Regions from separate parts of the Mus musculus genome. Here regions 1 and 2 are each linked to region 3. A link is a contact called in public Hi-C data. All regions are on one chromosome and are shown on one strand. Each heading gives the region's core, a stretch centred on a gene start, on an enhancer-like site or on the middle of the called end of the contact. The rest is flanking DNA. Distances are from core to core; before and after follow the strand shown. Region 1 overlaps Gm34068 (predicted gene, 34068). Region 2 has its middle 25 kb from the start of Gm34130. Region 3 has its middle 94 kb from the start of Gm34177.

Region 1 (2,779 bases), core at 156-2,655, 440 kb after region 3:
TCAAGCAGCTATTATTTGTTGTATGTGGAAACATTTAAAATCCTCTCTGCTGACTATTTTGAAAAATGCAATTAATTTTACTGTGCTGTAGAGCGTTAGAAGTCATTGTTCCTATCCAACCTCGTCTTTATGTACATTGAACACCTTTGGCATCCTCTCAACTCCTCCTCTACTTAGCAAACTCGGCTGACCAATGTTCTATCTAGAGGGCATGAGGATGTTGTGCTAACATGTAACACAGAAGGATTTATACCTGTTTCCACCAGGAAAACTGGGAATGGTGATCTTCACTATAAGTAGGGCCTGGCCTCATGAATCCCCCAGACAATTACACTTACCCTAGCCTCTTCCTGGACTACTGAGCATTGTTTCTCAGTCAACAGAGCCCCTTCTCATGCCCATGTGCTTTGCAAAGGAGTTTGGACATAGCTATGCCTTGTGGTGATAATTGTTACAAGGAAACGTTTTGCCCAAAGTTGTACTAATCTAAATGGCCACTTAGGGTCAGACTCTAGAAGCTTGAACCAACACCAAATAAATAAGTTGTGATGAGCCAAGTCTCCTTGTCTTGTGTGGTTCATTACTCTGCCAGCCATGGTACTTGTGAGAGCCCCCACCCCCAAATCCTGCTCTCTACTTCTCCGGATTGGCTTCATTTTTCTGTGTCTAACATATTTTACTTGATACAGTATCCTCCAATTTCCATCCACGGTATTTAAGGTGATGAAATTTCATTCTTCTATCACCAAATGACAGTATACTGATTGTAAAAACCACATTACTTACCCATCTAACCATCAGTCAACACCTAGGGTTAAAAAAAAAAAAAAACAATGTGCACATCATTTGTATTAGTAAATACAATGAAGTTGATAGGTCCCCCTTTACCTTGTAAAGAGAAAAGGGTTGGTGGGCTCATGTTTTTACAGCTCCAGTACAATTCTAGGTGGCCCAGTTGCCTTGAGCCTGTGTTGAGGGTACCAGATAGTATCGTCAAGAGTGTGCACTGAAACAATCTACTCCTTAGTGTGCTGGGGAGAAGAGTAATACCTGGAAACTGTGCTCCCACAATCCCCTTCATGGCAGGCCTCCAGTGACCTAGCTTACTCTCACTCAGCCTCCACTCTTGGAAGTTCCACCGCCTCCAAAACGGATGAACGCCCATCTGAAAGGTTTAAGTGGCAGCGATACTTTTTTCCTCTAACATTTCCTAGTCCTGCCAGAACAAGTACTGCACTACAGTATTCTGGGTGTCTGGAGACACACTATGGATGTGTGTGATCTGGCTCCAGCCTGGCAGAATGAGACAAACCCAGTTCCCCTTGGGAGAGAACCTAAGCTGAGCATCCTGGCGGCAGCAGCATTCCAGGACCAGGCTCTGCCTTCGTATGTCACTTCTGTTCCCTCTGCCTTCAGCTGCAGACAGAGTTAACACAACAGCCAGACAGACAGCAGGCCAAGTTCAAGGACTACATCTGCCAAGAGCATTTTCCCTATAAAGTGTCAGATGCAGACAAGGCTGCTTGAAGCTCGTGTAACATTTCACCATATGCCACTTTTGAAACAACCCTGTTCCGCGGGGACACCTCAAAATGTTTTTCTTTCTAAACAGACCTGATGATAAAGACATGGGAAGTCCTGGAGCCCAGAGGCTGTCACAAATCTCACGTACTAACAATTTTATCTTATCTCCTGGGCACCGTGGGGGTGGAACAGAAGCTGCAGCCGAGTGCTGAGCTCACTAGACATCTGCCAGCATCTGCTCCTTGCAAACAGGAGGGCCTCTCTGCTGGATGGCCATGCCTGGTTTAAGCAAAGGCTTCAAAGTGTCATGAATTCCATCTGAGTGAATGGAAAAGGACTGGGTCCATATGCTTTGCTTTTCTAACCTTCCACCTGCTCAGAAGTGCGGCCTCTCAGATTTAAAGAAAAAATAAATCCCCTGTACATTTGTAAATAAAAAAGAAGACTGGGTAAATAAAGATTAAAATTAGCGTGACATTATCTTTAAGTAATATGATAAGGAAGGGAGTTGGCTCAGTCAGTAAAGTGTCTGCCTACAAGCACAAGGACCGCCATTCAATCCCCAGAACCTACATTAAAAAAAATAATACTAATAAAAGCAAGTGGAGTGTTTGTAATCTCAACACTGGGAAGGCGGAGGCAAACACATCCCTAGGACTTGCTGGCCACCAGCCTAGCAAGTTATAGACCAGTGAGAGACCTGGTCTCAAAGAACTAGATGGATATAACCTGAGGAATGACAGCCAAGGCTGCCCTCTAGCCTCCACATGCACATACAAGCACATAAACAAACATGCGAGCACACACACACACACACACACACACATGCGCATATATACCCATGCACACACATGAACACACACACAAACATACATGCATATATGCATACATATCTGTGCATACAAATGTACACAAACAAGCACACACATGAATGCATGCATACTCATGCACACACACACATGTGCACACACATAAACACACATGCACACATGCATACACACCCATGCACACATATGTGCACACACATGAGCACACACACAAGCAATAAAAGAAGAGTAGTAAATATAGATAATTACATATTAGCCTAACCGGTCTATAATGACTATTATTTTCTTCATATAAAAAATATCAATAAATGAAAAATGTGGCAAAAAAGAAGCCTTCCTAAGCTTGCAGAAAGACTGCAACAAAGTACCACGAGTGGCTTGTACTAGCACCAGGCTCTTTTCTCAGTTCTAAAGGCTACAAAGTTTGA
Region 2 (3,174 bases), core at 476-2,975, 270 kb after region 3:
CTAGAGGGCAATTGAGCAGAACTGATAACTGGTCCATTTAGACATAAATGTGTTTTATCACATAAAATCCATAAGCAAGGTGTGTGTAACCTTCCTTCTAGGTCTCCTCATCTCCAATCCCTAGGAAGCTCCTCCAGCAATACTTTCCCATGCGGGCTCCTCTTGACCCAGGGCTTCTCATGGTTGTGGAGATTTGCTGGCACTAGGACAATGCAGGCAGGAAAGAGACTGGTTTGGAAATGAATGTGTCTGCCAGGGTGGGGCCGGCTGTTAGGGAGAGCTCAAGTGTGAGAAGTTAAGCCTTCCACATGCTCCTTCTCACAAACACTTGGCACCAAGTGCTCCACACAGAGGCCATGCCCGGAGATGAGCAGGGTCCATGGGAATTGGAGGTAAGCGATTCTTGGAAGTCAAAGCAGGCAGGCAGCCAGCCTCTGGTAGGTTTGTCCACAGCATTCCAGGCCCAGTGCTGAGGTAGACCTTCTCCTGACACTGCCCCCAAGAAGAAGATGGGTAAACACAGGATAAGCCTGGATAGGCACAAAATGAAATAATACAACATGCTGGATCCCTGGGAGAAGGTTAGGAAGAAAAGTTCTGCATTTGGGTGGACTGTGACTAGACCAGAGATTGTAGACCAGCCCAGAAAGGAGTCCATGAGGAACTCAAGGGGTAGTAAAGGGGAAAGGCAACTCAAGTTAACTCTAGTCAGCTGCCCAACAAAATCCAGAGAGTGACTTAATACTGGAGTGCGTTGCTGGGAGGATGGGGCTTAGGAGAAATTCTGAATTCTGAGTAGTTTCTGAATTCCATATCTGAAAACCATGCTGGTATAGGTGTTGAGCCTTGAATGTAGCAGGTGGTGCTGGTGAAACCATGCATGAACTCTTCTCTAGATATCTGGGATCTACAAAGAATGAGACCTAGATAGACTGGAGCTTCCTCAGGATGTCCTTATTAACAAGAGACTGAGAGCATCAAGTCCAACCTGGGTGGCCAGACAATCATCTTACTTTAAATCACCATTTGTCCCCAAGCAAACACACCAGCAGAGCTCATCTAAACCTGTAGACATTCACTCTGGCAGGGCACTGAGTGCAGCAGCTGGTGTCGCTGCAATGGAGACAGCCTCCACGATGCAGCTAGGGCTTCTGATCTCATTCTAGGAAGTTCTTTTAGGTGACTTAAAAGTGGAGTCATCTTGCTTTCCTGGTAGTCTGCTGTTACTTTGTTTGCCTTACCTCTGGGCAAACCTGTAGCCCTTGTTATTTCTACCACTCTACTGACAGTAGACAGACAGATACACAAGCATGTGCACACACACATGCATAGACACACAGATACACAGACACACACACACACAGATACATAGGCACACACACATGCATAGACACACAGATACACACACACACACAGATACACAGACACACACACACACACATGCATAGACACACAGATACACACATACACACAGATACACATTTCTTACCATGTTTTGGACCTGAGGTTTCACTTTCTTACTTACATTGTTTTGAATTTTATCTATTTATTTTGTTTTGTTTCTGGTCCTCTTTGCCTTTCTTTTGGGTAGAAAAACAGACAAGTGTTTGATGGAAGAAATAAGCAAAAATATCAGCTCCTTTTGAGTTGTTTGCTGAGCTCTTTCTCCATCATCTTCCATTTCCACACCTGATGGGACAAGTACTCCATCTAATGACAGAGGCCACATGTCAGAAGCCAGCTTACTAAGCCTGGTGTGTCCTGATCATGTTAGGCAGCACCAACAGTAACCTTGGTTATGGTCTTGATGGACACCCCAGCAGGTAGAACCTAGACACTTCTGACCCCCCAACATGGAACAAGTTTCATTTAAGATATTTTGACTCTCATTTTTAAATTTCCTTTACTCCAGCTTCCTGCTTCCACTTATCTTCTATATAAGTCCCTCAAAAAGAAGCAGGAAATGAAAAGATTTCCAAGAAGGAGGAAGATGATAATCTTTGAATCAAGGAGATCCAAGGACACAGCTCTTGACCCTAAAGGGAAAGATTCCAAGAATAAAATAGGTCCATGGGCACAAGGACCCAAACCCAAGCACCTTTTTGAAATAGCTTTAAAGATAGAATCTTGACTTGAGAATGCTTTTATTTTTTTGTGTGTGTCAGCCCTTCTGTACTGCCAATTTTTGCAGCTAATCATAGCTGTTCTGTGAATGCTACTTGCTGCTTCCTGGACAGGTGGCCAGCTCTTGCTCTCGGTGCCCTTTTATGCTCACCAGGCGATTCCTTGTACCAACAGGACACAGGCAATACTATTCACAATTGAGCCACCATCTTTCTTTGCCTTTCAAACTCTGCCCCTCCCTCTGCCTGTGGTTACTACTCAGAAACATGCACCAATTTGATTACCATCTCTGTCCTCAAACTTTAGAAATTTTAATGAATATTAATACATTAAAGAAGTGACAATTATAGCAATGTATCATTGATAGCATGGTGTTTTAAATACATATTTATATAGAGCTGAAGAGATGGTTCAGGGGTTAAGAGCATGTACTACTCTTGCAGGGGACATACATGTGGTTCCCAGCACCTATGTCAGGTGGCTGACAAGCACTCATACTCCATCTCTCAGCGGGCACAGGCAGATACCTCTGGTCTCTGTGGGTACCTATACTTATATGTGCATACCCACAAACAGGTATACACTTACTTTTAAAAATAAGAAAGGAAAATGGATAAATCAAGTTAACTAATATATTACCTTAGACAACTGTTTTTTTTTTAATGATGAGGTTATTTAAATTAGTCCCTTATAGGATTTTCCCAATACATAATACATCACATTAACTATAGAATTTATGTCTCCAATCTGAAATATAGCCATTAACTGTGGAATTTATGTCTCCAATCTGAAATATAACCTTTAAGATCTCCCTAGTTCCAAACACGATTTCCAACTCTAGTGTACAATACCTCCATTCCTTGTTTCTACCCAGGATGCTCTTGTCTGGCCAACATTGTCTGTTTAGATTGCACGATTCAGGATTCTGAACAAGTTCTAGTTGCTACACAGGATTTCTCCCCCATTCTCAGTCTTACCAGTGGTATATCATGTTCTCTCACACATGTTATGGTTATTTGACCCTGGAGGCTGATGGGAATTCCCTGGGTA
Region 3 (2,815 bases), core at 8-2,507:
GCCTTATAAGCATGAGGATTAAGTTCAACCCCTCAGAGCCCATATAAAAAGCCAGGCATGGTGGTGTCTGCCTGCGATGTCTGCTGGAGAGGAGACAGGCAGAGTCCTGGGGATTGAGGAGATAGAGACAGGCAGACCCTGGGGTTTGGGAAGGTGGAAGCAGGCAGAACCACAGGTTTCCAGCACCAGCCAACCTTACCTCCCTGATAAGTTCCAGGCCAGTGAGATGTCTCAAAACCAGGTGTATGACATCAGAGGAATGACAGTGAGATCTGACCTCTCCAGACCCACACTCACACTGTTGTCTTAGCTTAAAGACCTGAACAGTAACGGAAGTGACTGTGAGCCTTCCAAACCCAAGCCTTAACAGTCACTAAAATCTGCATTGTCCCCTCAGCAACATCTATAATGACCATTGGCTCCCTCCTGCTGCTCAGATTTGTCTCTAACAGGATGACACGTGCATTTCCTTAACAACGTGCTTCTCTTAGTTCTTGTATTTGCTGTGTGTCTGCGGAGAAATCGCTCGCGTCTCTGGGCTTCAGTTCTTTGAACACACTGGGAGTATATATCTAGCCTATTTGATTGGCATGATTATTTTGAGGATCTGATGGTGTGTTCTAGACCAAACAACACACGTTTTCTTCCATATGTGGGTTCTTCGTGTGGCAGGCACATAGAACCATATATGTACTGATGATGTGAAAGTGGAGGTGAAAGTCTTTGGGGAGCAGAGAGGGGTTCACAGGAGTGAGAAGGCAAGAAACACTGCAGGCAGCAGGTGTTGAATTGTCCCAGAGGTCCAGTTTCCTCATCTATGTGACTCCAGGGCTGGCTGCAGACATGCTGACCTCCCCCATCTCTGTCGGCACAGGGCACATGTCGGCCTACCCCTCCTTGTTCACTTCTGTGCATCCCTCTGACCATGGATTCTGACAGGACTGTATCTGGGTATCCATCCTTTTCCATTTCTCCTGTTGAACCAGGAAGTAGATTCTCCCCAGCTGGAAAGCGCTTCCTTTCTCTTTTCAGGAAGTGGCCTGAACTCAATCTCTTCACCCCTTTCACTCTCATGGCTAATTCTAGAAGGATCCTGAATGTGCGCACCTCCGTGGGGTAAAGGCGGTCCATAAGGACGCCCTTTAACTCCTCTGACTACCAGATTGTGGGCTCACTGGGGCCCCTGGCCTGCCTGACGGGTCCTTTCAACCTTCCTCCGAGGGCCAGTCTGTGACTGCACAGAAGAGGGCGCTCTTGTGCAGAGCCGGGACTGGCTTGCCGGGAGGAGTTTCCCGGTTCCTGTTAAGCCTGTGACCTCTGCTGAGGATATTAGATAAAAGGGATCATCACCACTGCCTGCATGTTCTGCAAAATGCAGACAAAACCCGCCAAACTGATAAAATGTTAGGGAACGCCTGGCGAGGCGGAAGGCTGCTCTCCCATCTTCCTGTCCTCCAATGGTCTGAGAGGATGCGGCCAGCTTTTATCAGCTTCCTCCCCTTCCAGCACGCTCACCTCTGTGAAAACCATCAAAGAATGGGGATAAAAACAGTCGTGTGTTTGTTCCAGAGTCTGAGGACTGCTCTCGCTGTTTTGGAAATTACTTACCAGGAACTCATTTTGTCAAACAGACATTTACTGAAAGCCGGGTGTTCAGCTTTTTGACACTTTCAGGAGCAGGCTTCAAGCTCCTTCCTTGCCTGGGCTCTGCTTCCCTCTCTAGTCTAGTTTCCCGATAATTGCCTGTGCGCTGGTTCTTCCCGCCTCCGGCTTTATTGTCACATTCCCATTTTGCTAGAATTATTTTTCTGGCTCCTTTTTTTATTATAATCTTCAGAGCTCAGCATAAATGTCATGTTCTCAAAGATTTTCCCGGGTGTATGCAGTATTCAGAGTTCCACGGATAGGGAAAACAAGAGGAAATGGACAGAGGGATGGAAGATAGACTGATAGACTTATATGATATTGGCATACATTCAAGATATATATGCTATATACAGATAAATTAGTATTGACATGTTCAAGATACATTGAGTGTATGTTCCAGGAATAATATGAAAATACACACACGGTAAAGAGATAGGTTATTTATTTGTGTCTCTTTCTCTCCATAAATGTGTGTGTGTGTGTGTGTGTGTGTGTGTGTGTGTGTGTGTGTGTTGTACTTACAGAGGCTAAATCCTAATGTACACAGGAGGCAAACTGGAAACCCTGGAGAACCGACGGTGTGCTTCTGGCCCAGCTGTTATTGTCTATTCTCATCAATATTCAGAGACTGATTTCCCAGCTGATTTCAAAGAGGCCGAGGGAAAGGGAAAAGGGGAGGGAGAGAGAGAGGAGAGGGAGAGGTAGGGAGGAGGGAGAGGGAGGGGGAGAGACAGACAGGGAGACAGAGACGGGGGGTGAGAAACAGAGAGACAGAGAGAGACAGAGAATGCTCCCTTCCCCAGCTTTTGTGTTCTGCTCAGACTGTCCATAGGTTGAATGAGGCTCTGCTCCATTTGTAATCTGTTAACTCATGCTAGTGATTCAGGCTCAGTTGTTAAAGGTGCTCCACGGTACAGTGGTGACCCGAGTTTGAGAGCCTAGACTGACATGGTGAAAGAAGAGAACTGACTCCTCTGGCCTTCATATACACACCAAATTAATAAGTTTCTCTCTCTATCCCCGGAGCTTAGGAAACCACAACTCTTCCAGTATACATTTGAACAAAATAAATACAGATTTTAAAGAGAAGGGAGAAGTAAAAGGCAAGCTTTATTTTGTTTGTTTGTTTGTTTGTTCTGATCTGTTCTGTTCTGCCTAAAGTGTTGAG

What was found. A called contact is a pair of places that touch in the nucleus more often than the background predicts.
Region 1: a contact with region 3 is called in a Hi-C map of the N1E-115 cell line, with 4 times the contacts expected there. The contact joins two enhancer-like sites. A contact is called at or near these places in 3 of 15 datasets of contacts at CTCF or cohesin (the NIH/3T3 cell line, large pre-B cells and pro-B cells), 6 of 484 Hi-C or Micro-C datasets (CD8 T cells, the N1E-115 cell line, bone marrow-derived macrophages and 3 more) and 3 of 115 datasets of contacts at active chromatin or transcription factors (astrocytes, neural progenitor cells and stem cell-derived neural progenitor cells).
Region 2: a contact with region 3 is called in a Hi-C map of the N1E-115 cell line, with 4 times the contacts expected there. The contact joins two enhancer-like sites. A contact is called at or near these places in 6 of 484 Hi-C or Micro-C datasets (CD4 T cells, the HL-1 cell line, the N1E-115 cell line and 3 more).

What each region holds. Positions count from the first base shown.
Region 1 is chr1:183,792,952-183,795,730 of GRCm38.p6, reverse strand. The region is part of intron 2 of Gm34068 (predicted gene, 34068); the gene reads right to left. Among named protein-coding and RNA genes, the nearest start is that of Gm34068, 45 kb to the right of the region's middle. Within about 2 kb of position 1,405, at least 16 of the 459 cell types and tissues checked have an H3K27ac peak or open chromatin away from gene starts, as enhancers often do. A contact at or near this core is called in the N1E-115 cell line, where this site is marked.
Region 2 is chr1:183,960,647-183,963,820 of GRCm38.p6, reverse strand. No RefSeq gene overlaps it. Among named protein-coding and RNA genes, the nearest start is that of Gm34130, 25 kb to the right of the region's middle. Within about 2 kb of position 1,725, at least 15 of the 459 cell types and tissues checked have an H3K27ac peak or open chromatin away from gene starts, as enhancers often do. A contact at or near this core is called in Th2 cells, where this site is marked.
Region 3 is chr1:184,234,228-184,237,042 of GRCm38.p6, reverse strand. No RefSeq gene overlaps it. Among named protein-coding and RNA genes, the nearest start is that of Gm34177, 94 kb to the left of the region's middle. Within about 2 kb of position 1,257, at least 58 of the 459 cell types and tissues checked have an H3K27ac peak or open chromatin away from gene starts, as enhancers often do. A contact at or near this core is called in the N1E-115 cell line and Th2 cells, where this site is marked.